Regions from separate parts of the Mus musculus genome. Here region 2 is linked to region 1. Evidence: chromatin contacts called from public ChIA-PET data. All regions are on one chromosome and are shown on one strand. The core of a region is the stretch at or near the end of the contact, and the rest is flanking DNA. Distances in the headings are between cores, read along the strand shown. Region 1 overlaps Casc1 (cancer susceptibility candidate 1). Region 2 overlaps Lmntd1 (lamin tail domain containing 1).

Region 1 (4,680 bases), core at 1,447-3,946:
GCTACTTGAGACAGTGCCTCAGAATATACAAACAACCAAATAAGAGGGTACAAAGATTTAAGCATGGCAAATATGCTTAGAATACACAGAACAGGTCACTGAGAAGGAAGAGCAGTGATAGTTGAGAGGACAGACATCATCAGACAGACACCAGACTTGTGAGATCATGTCCACCTTGTCAGGCTGCATCCAGTGACACCTGCCAGGACAAGACAGTAAAGGGTTCAGGCATGTGTTCATCCAGGTGTGTGCTCTCGTGAGTGTTCATTGCAACAGTGAGTACAGAGAAGAAATCAGTTATGATCTCACTAGCAACAGAAATTTAAATATTGTTCCCTGGGCTGGAGAGATGGTTCAGCAGTTAAGAGCACTGACTGCTCTTCCAGAGATCCTGAGTTCAAATCCCAACACCCACATGGTGGCTCACAACCATCTGTTATGGGCATCCAATGCCCTTTTCTGGTGTGTCTGAAGACAATGACAGTGTGCCCATATACATGACATAAATAAATATTCCCTTGTTTGGGTTGAATTATGAAGCTACTTTAATTGATGAGGCAGGTTACCAATGCATTCTGGGATCAGTGCTGAACGTCATTTGTCTGGAACATATTTTTTCCCTAAGTACATAACTTAATATTGAGTAGAAAAGTATGATTATTGATTATTGACAGTTTTTTTTTTTGTCTGAGAGGGACTGTGGAGGATTTGTGCTTCAAACATATTTCACTCTACAATGGCCTTGCCTTACTTTTCTGTGAAGGAAGCCTCCATTACACACCGAGGGTGGGGACAGAATACCTGCTAAGACTGCTTCACTCAGCAGCTTCATCTCCAGTTCAAGTTGGGTGGTTTGGGAATCCTCCCCTTCAGAGTCGGAAGTCTGCAATAGAAGAATGGCTGGCAGTGAGCATCAACATCCTCAGAAATTATTCTCTAAATGCAACAGGAGGGTATTGGTCCGTAAAATAGCCTAGAGACCAGGGTGAGGCTCTGTCTCAAAAAGCCAAACCAAAAGGACAACAAAACCAGCAGCAGGAACAGCGGCAGCAGCAGCAGGAATGGCTTTTTTAGCACTTAGCCTAAATGCTGTCACTTCAGGGACAGTCTCTGGCCTGTTGATTTGATTTGTGCGTATTTTGTCTCTTGATCACCCTATGCAATCTTTTCAGTACACATGCTGGTGTATATCCAGAATATAGTAGGCTGTCACCCCTCTACAAGGCTGCTCATTAGAGACAAGTCAGTAGACTGGGAGGTGGCCCAGCTGGCAAAGTGCCTGCCTAGCATGCAGGAGGATGGGGTTCAAGCCCCCAGCCCTGCATAAAACAGGGTGATGGTTTTTGTCTGTGATCCCAGCACTCTGGTGGAGGCAGGAGGATCAAAAGTCCAAGGCCATTCTCAGGTACACAGCCATTTGAGGCCAGCTGGGTTACATAAGATGCTGTGTCAAACCCCCTAAATCCAGAGAAACAACAACAAAGCAAACAAACAAAGCCCCCAAGATCATTCAATGGTAGAACCCTGAGGCCACATGGAGTCTTAGGTTCACTCTCTAGGACCAAACAGACACAACCAAAGAAAGGCAACATCAGGCTGAGTTTCTTATAGCAGATTTCACCTGAGAGTTAGACTGTGTGTGTGTGTGTGTGTGTGTGTGTGTGTGTGTGTGTGTGTGTGTGTGTGTGTGTGTGTGTGTGTATGCGTGTGTAGTATGAGCATGTTTGGGCATGTATGCCTCTGTGTGAATGTAATGTGTGTATACACATTCAGGCATGCACATGTGTGCATGCATGCTCTTGAGTGTACATGTGGAATTTTCTTATGCATGCTTGTTCAGTTTTTCTTTTGGAAGGACTGGGGATTTAAGCCAGGGCCTCATCCACACCGGCCAAGCATCTGTCGCTGAGTTACATTTCCAGGCCAGTTCAGTCCCTTAATGAGAGAGACACTTCGAAACTTAACTTTCAATTCAAAGACCCATGTCCATCTATCTGCTTGTTCCTCAGGGTAGTAAAATATTTTTGAAACTACTATTTTAAATGTTCTACTTTGAATAATTTCTCATTAATTATGCCCTACTCAAATTAGCCCTTTCTAAACATGTTGTGCTATAAACAACTTAGAATGTTTATGGTATTTTAAAATATATTAAACATTTAAATATTTTTATTGTTAAATATTTTTTTAAATATTTACAATATTTTTAAAAGCCATTCAAATCAATTAAGAGTCGGTATTAAGAGCCCTCTAGTGGCCAACTTCTTAATAAGCTCATGAAAAAAGAAACCTACACTGTCATTTAATGTCAGAGAATTTTCAATTTACATTACTCTTCACTCTCAACTTGACTAGATCCCACCCTGAACATGGACTTGCGATTCTGTGAGATGATGTCACAACCTAAACAGAAAGAGAAGAGAGAGAGAGCTGAACATGGACGTTCACAGTCTCTGCTGTCTGGCTGCAGAAACCCCGTGTATCGCTACCTCGCGCTCCCGCTGCTCCCGTGATACACTGCATCCCGTCATGCCATGAACCTATACAATCCCTTCTTTCCCTAAGTTGTCTCTGCCTGCTATTTGCCACATCAGTGAAAAATGAAAGTACATAGAAAACGCAGTATTGAGGCGCAGCGATGTCACTGCGAGCAACCTGGCCACGTGATCATAGCTTTGTCACCGCGAGCAACCTGGCCGCATGATCATAGCTGTCACCGAGCATCCTAGCCACGTGATCACAGCTTTGTCACCATGAGCATCCTGGTCGCGCGACCATAGTTTTAGAACTGATTTGGGGCGAATACGGAAACAGCCTAGAGCCATAAGCCACAAGAGCCCTAGAATTCTGTAAGCAAGAGCTCAGTGGCTGTCCGGGTGGAAGTTTGGTAGAAGACAATAATGAGAAATCAGTAGAGTGTATGGCTTTTCAGACAGGGTACAGCATGAGGCTTCAGAGAGGAAGAGGAGGAGGAGGAGGAGGAGGAGGAGGAGGAGGAGGAGGAGGAGGAGGAGGAGGAGGAGGAGGAGGAGGAGGAGCCGTTGTCCTGGGAACTAGGCTAGAAGCTGATGATGTCATATCCTGGCATAGGATTTCCTAAAAGTTTGAATGAGGCTGGATCCAAAAGTACTGAACTACATTGACATTTTAAGACAGAAACAGCCAGGCTGGTTGTGGTCACTGCTCACAGTGCTTAGATTCATAGTGAGGGGGTAGAGGGCTTTAAGTAATGTCCAGTTTGGCGAGGAAAGGGGTGAGTCTAAAGGTACAGGTGAGGAGGGTGGCAGCCCCTCTATGCTAAAACTCTCAGAGCCATTAACGGAAAATTGGGACAAGTGGGGGTGGGGGTAGGGTGCAACAGAGAGCAAGACCCCACCCATCAAAGGCTCTAACTCAGATCCTGCCTGGGCACTTTTGCCTCTGTGGACATCCTGCACATGTCCTCCTTACCATGTCAAGTGCTGTCAGGCTGGAGGTATGACAGCAACAGCACACATGCCTAATATGTTGAGAGGGGGCCTCCTGGAAATGGCCCCTCTCTCATCTCCCCACATTCTCAGTGTAAAGTGTTTCCTATCCCAACTCCCAGCCTGCCTTCACAAGCTCTGGGAAAGCGTATGAGGCTCCTGGCAACTGCCTGCTTCGGGGTTCTGAGATCTATCTGGGTATGCCACAGGATGCTCCGCCAATCATCACACCAACTGGAATCTACCCAGGGCAGCATTCAATGGTAATAGAAAGCAGACAGGCGTGGTTAGCCACATTCTCTAAGGCCATTAAGACTAAGTCAGGATTAAGCGTGGTCCTTCCAAGTTCAGAGAGTAAGTCAAACACCTGCTGGGACAGGTGTGAGACCCTAACACACACAGGTCCTGCCGCTGTTGTTATGAATTCACAGGCTTACGCTTTTAATGTAAAGTATTTCCAGGATCCGGGGATTGCTCAGAGCAGGCAAGAGCACGTGCTGTCCTTCCAGAGGGCCTGAGTTGTTTCTCAGAACCTGAATGAAGCAGCTCAAACTCACCTGCGCCTTCAGCCCCAGGGGCTGCTATGCCCTCCCTGGCCGCCCCTGACACTGCACTCATGGGCACAACCCCACCAACTAAAACCAACACTGTTTTATGAAAACTGTTTCCTAAGTGACCTACATTAACAGAATGGCAAACTGCAACTCCATGAGGCCACCCTGACGGATCCCTAGATACAAGATGGAATGCTTTAGTTTGCAAATTCAACCCATGGTTCAAATTACAGTTTCTAAGTTCTGTCATTTTGCAGTTTTTAAGTTAATGCAATTCTTATGTAAGACACTGGTAGATTTACATCAAATATTAACTATGATCAAGCCACTTGATGCAGAGTGGAGAATCGTCCAACACCCCGACAGGCCAGGAACGCTGCGGAGTCTCTTGTCAGTCACGTCCGTGATGACGGTTCACTTGCTCTGTTCTGACTGCGACTCCTGTGGTGCTTGACGTGAACCCCCATTTCCTTTTATTGTATTTTAAATTCTTATTTACATTGAGATGATGCTGGTTCAGGGACCACTTCCCATGGCCTCCCACTCACCCACATATTGCCTCCTGTCTGACTGTTAAAGCGATCTTTCCTCTCCCTGGGAATCAAGCAATGGCCAGGAGGTGCTGATCTCTGAGAAAGCTACCATTCCCAGAGCTGAAG
Region 2 (4,680 bases), core at 1,290-3,789, 230 kb after region 1:
TTCCTAGCTGTGCTCACCAGTGCCAGCCAGTCTGTGGGCTGCCTTATCTCAAGCCTTTTCCGGAAAGTGCTGCAAGCTTCTGCTACCAATATTTTCCTCCAAGTGTGAGGGGACAAGCAACCTTTGGGTTTGATCCCCTGAAACTGCAGCCTAAGTAAGCCTCTCCTACCTTAGGTTTCCCTGTCCGTGGTTTTGGCCATGGTTGCTGCTGTTTTAGGTCTCTCTGTTGCTGTGATAAACACCGTAACCAAAAACGTCTTGGGGAGGACGGGTTTATTTGCTTACAGGCTCTGATCACAGTCCATCATGGACAGACGGAAGTCAGGACAGGAACCAGCAGCATAAGCTTGGAGGCAGGAACCGAAGTAGAGGCTGAGGGACCCCGCCTACTGACTCGCTCCCTCTGGCTCTTGTCGGCCTGCTCTCTTATTTAACCCAAGCTTACATGACCAGCATCAGCACACCCACAGGGGGCTGGACTCTCCCACACCAATCATTATCAAGGCAGTGACTCCACAGACTTGCCAATCTGATGGCCACATTTTCTCTACTGAAGTCCCCACTTACCAAATGACTCTAGAACCACCCAGGACAAGTGCCAAACAATGCACTGCGTCAAGGGAGGAAGAGAGCCTCTGTGGGACCAAGACTGGCCTGCAGGGTGTGAGGTGTGAAGGGACAGTCAAATGATGGACATGAATACTACTGAGCAGGCATTGATTTTGGTTCATAATTTCATGAGATTTCATGCCATGATGGTGGGCAAACAATGGCAGAGTGGCTCACGGTGACAGGAGATTTGGCCAAGCTCCTCCATAACTGTGATCAGGCCAAGGTGGAGAAGGCACAAAAGGAAGGAACCACCTACAGTTTCCTATCTCCTTCAGAGGTGCCCTCCGCAGGCAGGGAAGGTGGTCTGACATTTCACATTCCAGCCCTCCGTCTTAACCTGGGTTTTGCTGATGGTGTCTCAGGAGACAGGGTAATTCATTTGAATTACATGTCCTTATTTTTCTAGCCAATTTTAAATACAAGTATTATAAAATTCAGTTTAAATCACGAAGACATGGATGGCTGAGTAAAGATGAATCTAGAGAGTTCCCAATCTGAAACCCAGCAAAGGGCAGGAGAGACGATTAAACAGGTAAGGATGCTGTTCTTCCAGACGACTCAGCTTCGGTTCCCAGCACCCACGTGAGTGGCTCACAACAGCCTGCAATTCCAACTCTTGAGATTCTGAACTCCCTTCTTTACTCTGAGGACACACACACACACACACACACACACACACACACACGCTCACACACATGCTATGCTATAAACATTCATACACACACACACTACACTGCATGCATCCTCACACACACATGCTCTCACACATACTACTGCATACATTCACACACATACATACACCCCACACTGCACACACACACTCTCTCATATGCACGCACATATATTCTTTCTCATGCACACACAGGAGGCACACATATGCCCCACACTGCACACATACACACATTCTCTACACACTCAGACACATACACACACACATACACTGCACACACACAACCCCATGCTGTGAACACTCACACACATATGCCACATAATACATACACACACCCTACAACATATACAGAAAATAAAATCTTTTAAAATTTTACTCTAGCCTGTTCAACAGGTAGTTACCGAATATCATTGTATAATGAAGTAAGAAAGAAATTCATACTCTAGTCCACATATTATGGGGGGGGGTGTTAATGGTTTTGTGGCGTAGCAAATTTGTCTAGGGATAAGAATTAAAGAATAAATTATAATTATGCTAGTTTTATACCAACGAAAGCATGAGACTGCCAAGCATGGGGAAAGAATCCCAGAAAATTATTTCTAAAGTATCTCATTTTATTCCGCATAGAAGATAGTTATTTCAAATTAAGAGTATAAGCCCTTCCATTAGCTTGTGCACCCCCCTGGGCGCAGAGATCAAGTCTTTGTGTTGTGTTCCTTGTGCATAGTTCAGCCTAGAGCATAGGCAAAGGCAAGACTCCCAAGAAACATTGTTGGGATGAATAGCTGAGCAGAGAAGGCCATGTGCAGTACCTTCCTTATCTCACACTTCCAGTCAGGATCGCAAATAAAGCCCACCCCTGACTCTGAATCTGCTGCAGCCTTCGGAAGCTCAGGGTGCCATAACTCCAAATGGCCAGAAGGGGGCACACTGGGGAGGGATAGGAGACAGCTGTTGATCAGAAACTCGGGACACCCTGACTGCTGCTGGGCACACACTGGGAGAGAGGGGTGTTGGTCTGCCTGAGGCACTAGCTGGGGGCATTTGGGGGTGACTCTAGATGTGCTGTGCAGAATGTGAGCAGGACCAAGGGCCGAAGGGAACAGTGGCCGGCTACTCCAGCATCGAGTGTTGAAAACTCTGACACTCACCTCACCATTGGGCTTGCACAAGATGGTCGTGCAGTCCGGACTGGATCGGAACTTGCTCTGTTCCTCCCAAACAAAGTCCGTTGGTGGCTGTGGCTTTGCTTCCGAAGCTGCTGCCCACACCTTAGAGAAAGCAGTTTGTTGCTGACAAGTGCTACTGCGGTTCCACCCAGAGCCACATCCGACGGTGCTATTGTTATTAATCTTTCTGAACAGATAGGGTTTTCGTTGTCATTAAAGGTGGGAAGGCTCTCCCTGCATTTGCCTGGTCTTGGCTAGAATTCCTACGTTCACATCATTTCTGTGCCTCAGCTTTAGCCTCCTGAGGACCTGGGACTATATAGGCATCTGAGCTTCTAGGTTGTTTTAAAATATAATGTAATGCTAAACAGTGACCGAACACGGTTTAAACAACCACCCAGCCCTGGCTTGTGGTCCGCAAGCGGATCCAGGATAGATATAAATGCACACTGTAGGCTTATTCAAAACACTAGGTCGTACCTTTGAGGTTTTTTGTTTTGCTTTGCTTGTTTTTGTAGCTTGATTTTGTGGTTTTCTAAAGTAATTTTGTAGAGATCTTATCTCAGTGTCATGTAAAACAAGCACACACATACTCTTGCAGCACATGGCTACAGACCAGACATCAAGGTTCAGAGGGTCACAGATGGGGGGTGTCAGGGAGAACCCCCTTAGTGCCTGCTCTCTGAGATGACCAGCTCTTTACTTCTCTTTTAAGAATCCATTTTCAGACTTAGGATTTTCACTTTGAAGGACAAGCCAGAATATGATTGCTTACTACACGGAAGAAAGCTGTGGAGAGCAAAGTACAGGCATCCATCCACGACACTACAAACCACAAAATCACATTTAGTACAAAGATCAAGTATCCACGAGGCCACTTGTGCCAAGCCACAGGCTGACAGTAGAGGCAGCATTCCCTATAGGAACCCAGCTCTGACATTATTACTGGCTCCCAGTGTTCCCAGCTCCCAGTGTTCCCAGCTCTCAGTGCTCCCAGTTCACAATGCTCTCATCTGTGCTCCCAGCACATAGTGCTCCTCTCTCAGTGTCCCCAGCTCCCAGTGTTCCCAGCTCCCAGTGCTCCCAGCTCCCCGTGATCCCAGCTCTCAGTGCTTCCAGCTCCCAGTGCTCCCAGCTCTTAGTGCTCCCAGCTCTCAGTGTTCCCAGCTCACTGTTCCCAGTTCCCAGCGTTCACGGCTCCCAGTGTTCCCGGCTCCCAGTGTTCCTGGCTCCCAGTGCTCCCAGCTCCCAGTGCTCCCAGCTCCCAGTGCTCCCAGCTCCTGCTACCCCCAGCTCACCATGTTCCCTCACGGTATTCCCTGCTTGTGATGTTTTTCTGTTCAAGGCAGCCCTGTGGTCCTGGCTTAAAGTTTCCCTAGCTCCTGACACTCCTGGCTGATAGTGTTCCCAATGCATTAATAAATTCCAGCTCTCAGTGTTCTCTACTCATGTTGCAGTCACAGATTATTTGTTCCCCAACTCACACCAATCCCAGATCATGGTACTTCCAATCCACCACATTTCCAGCTCCTGGGAGTCCCAGCTCATGATATCTCGAAAGCACAGTATCCCTAACTCACCATACTGTCAGCTCAGGCTATTCCAACCCACCATAGCACTGGCTCCGGCCATTCCCGCTTCACGATGGTCTTAGCTTCTGTTGGTGCCATCTCATGGTATTTGCAGCTTGCTGTATTTGACCAGCTCATAGCACTCTCAGCTCCTGGGGTTCTCAGCTTGCTATATTCTTACCTCATTGTATTTCTAGCCCATGGTATCACTAGCCAACCACATCCGCAGCTCACAGGATTCCCAATTCACCATGTTCTCAAATCATGGTCAAATCTTGGTGTTCCCAGTTCATGTGTACCCAACTTACTGTATTTTTAGCTCACAGTATTCATCACTCAGACCCTGGTATTCCTAGCTCACAGTTTTCCCAGATCATGAGATTCCTGACTCAATTCATTCTCAGCTCCTGGTATTCCTACATCAGGGTATTTCCAATTCAGTGTATCTTCAACACATGGTCAAGATGTTCTCAGCCCCTGGTATTTCCAGCCCCTAGTATTCTAGATCCCTGGTATTCCAGCCCCCCAGTATTCCCAGTCTATATTACTTACAGCTCACAGCATCCCCAGGTCACTGTATGTCATTACGATACCCCTAACTCACACTAGTCACACATCATTGTGTCCTTGCCCACTGTGTTCCCAGCTCGCAGTGTTT

The links. ChIA-PET counts read pairs in DNA pulled down with a chosen protein or histone mark.
Region 2: a contact with region 1 is called in an RNA polymerase II ChIA-PET map of memory CD8 T cells, with 6 read pairs. The contact joins two enhancer-like sites. A contact is called at or near these places in 4 of 39 promoter capture datasets (liver, pre-B cells and stem cell-derived epiblast-like cells), 10 of 484 Hi-C or Micro-C datasets (B cells, the HL-1 cell line, adipose-derived mesenchymal stem cells and 3 more) and 1 of 115 datasets of contacts at active chromatin or transcription factors (memory CD8 T cells).

The regions. Positions count from the first base shown.
Region 1 is chr6:145,185,010-145,189,689 of GRCm38.p6, forward strand. It overlaps Casc1 (cancer susceptibility candidate 1), which reads right to left. Exons shown (of 16, transcript NM_177222.4): 10 at 802-883. It overlaps Gm15543 (predicted gene 15543), which reads left to right. Exons shown (of 2, transcript NR_157240.1): 2 at 2,356-2,621. Among named protein-coding and RNA genes, the nearest start is that of Gm15543, 5.1 kb to the left of the region's middle. Within about 2 kb of position 2,697, at least 129 of the 459 cell types and tissues checked have an H3K27ac peak or open chromatin away from gene starts, as enhancers often do. A contact at or near this core is called in memory CD8 T cells, where this site is marked.
Region 2 is chr6:145,414,967-145,419,646 of GRCm38.p6, forward strand. Lmntd1 (lamin tail domain containing 1) reads right to left here. Exons shown (of 10, transcript NM_028742.2): 7 at 2,434-2,553. Among named protein-coding and RNA genes, the nearest start is that of Lmntd1, 18 kb to the right of the region's middle. Within about 2 kb of position 2,540, at least 25 of the 459 cell types and tissues checked have an H3K27ac peak or open chromatin away from gene starts, as enhancers often do. A contact at or near this core is called in memory CD8 T cells, where this site is marked.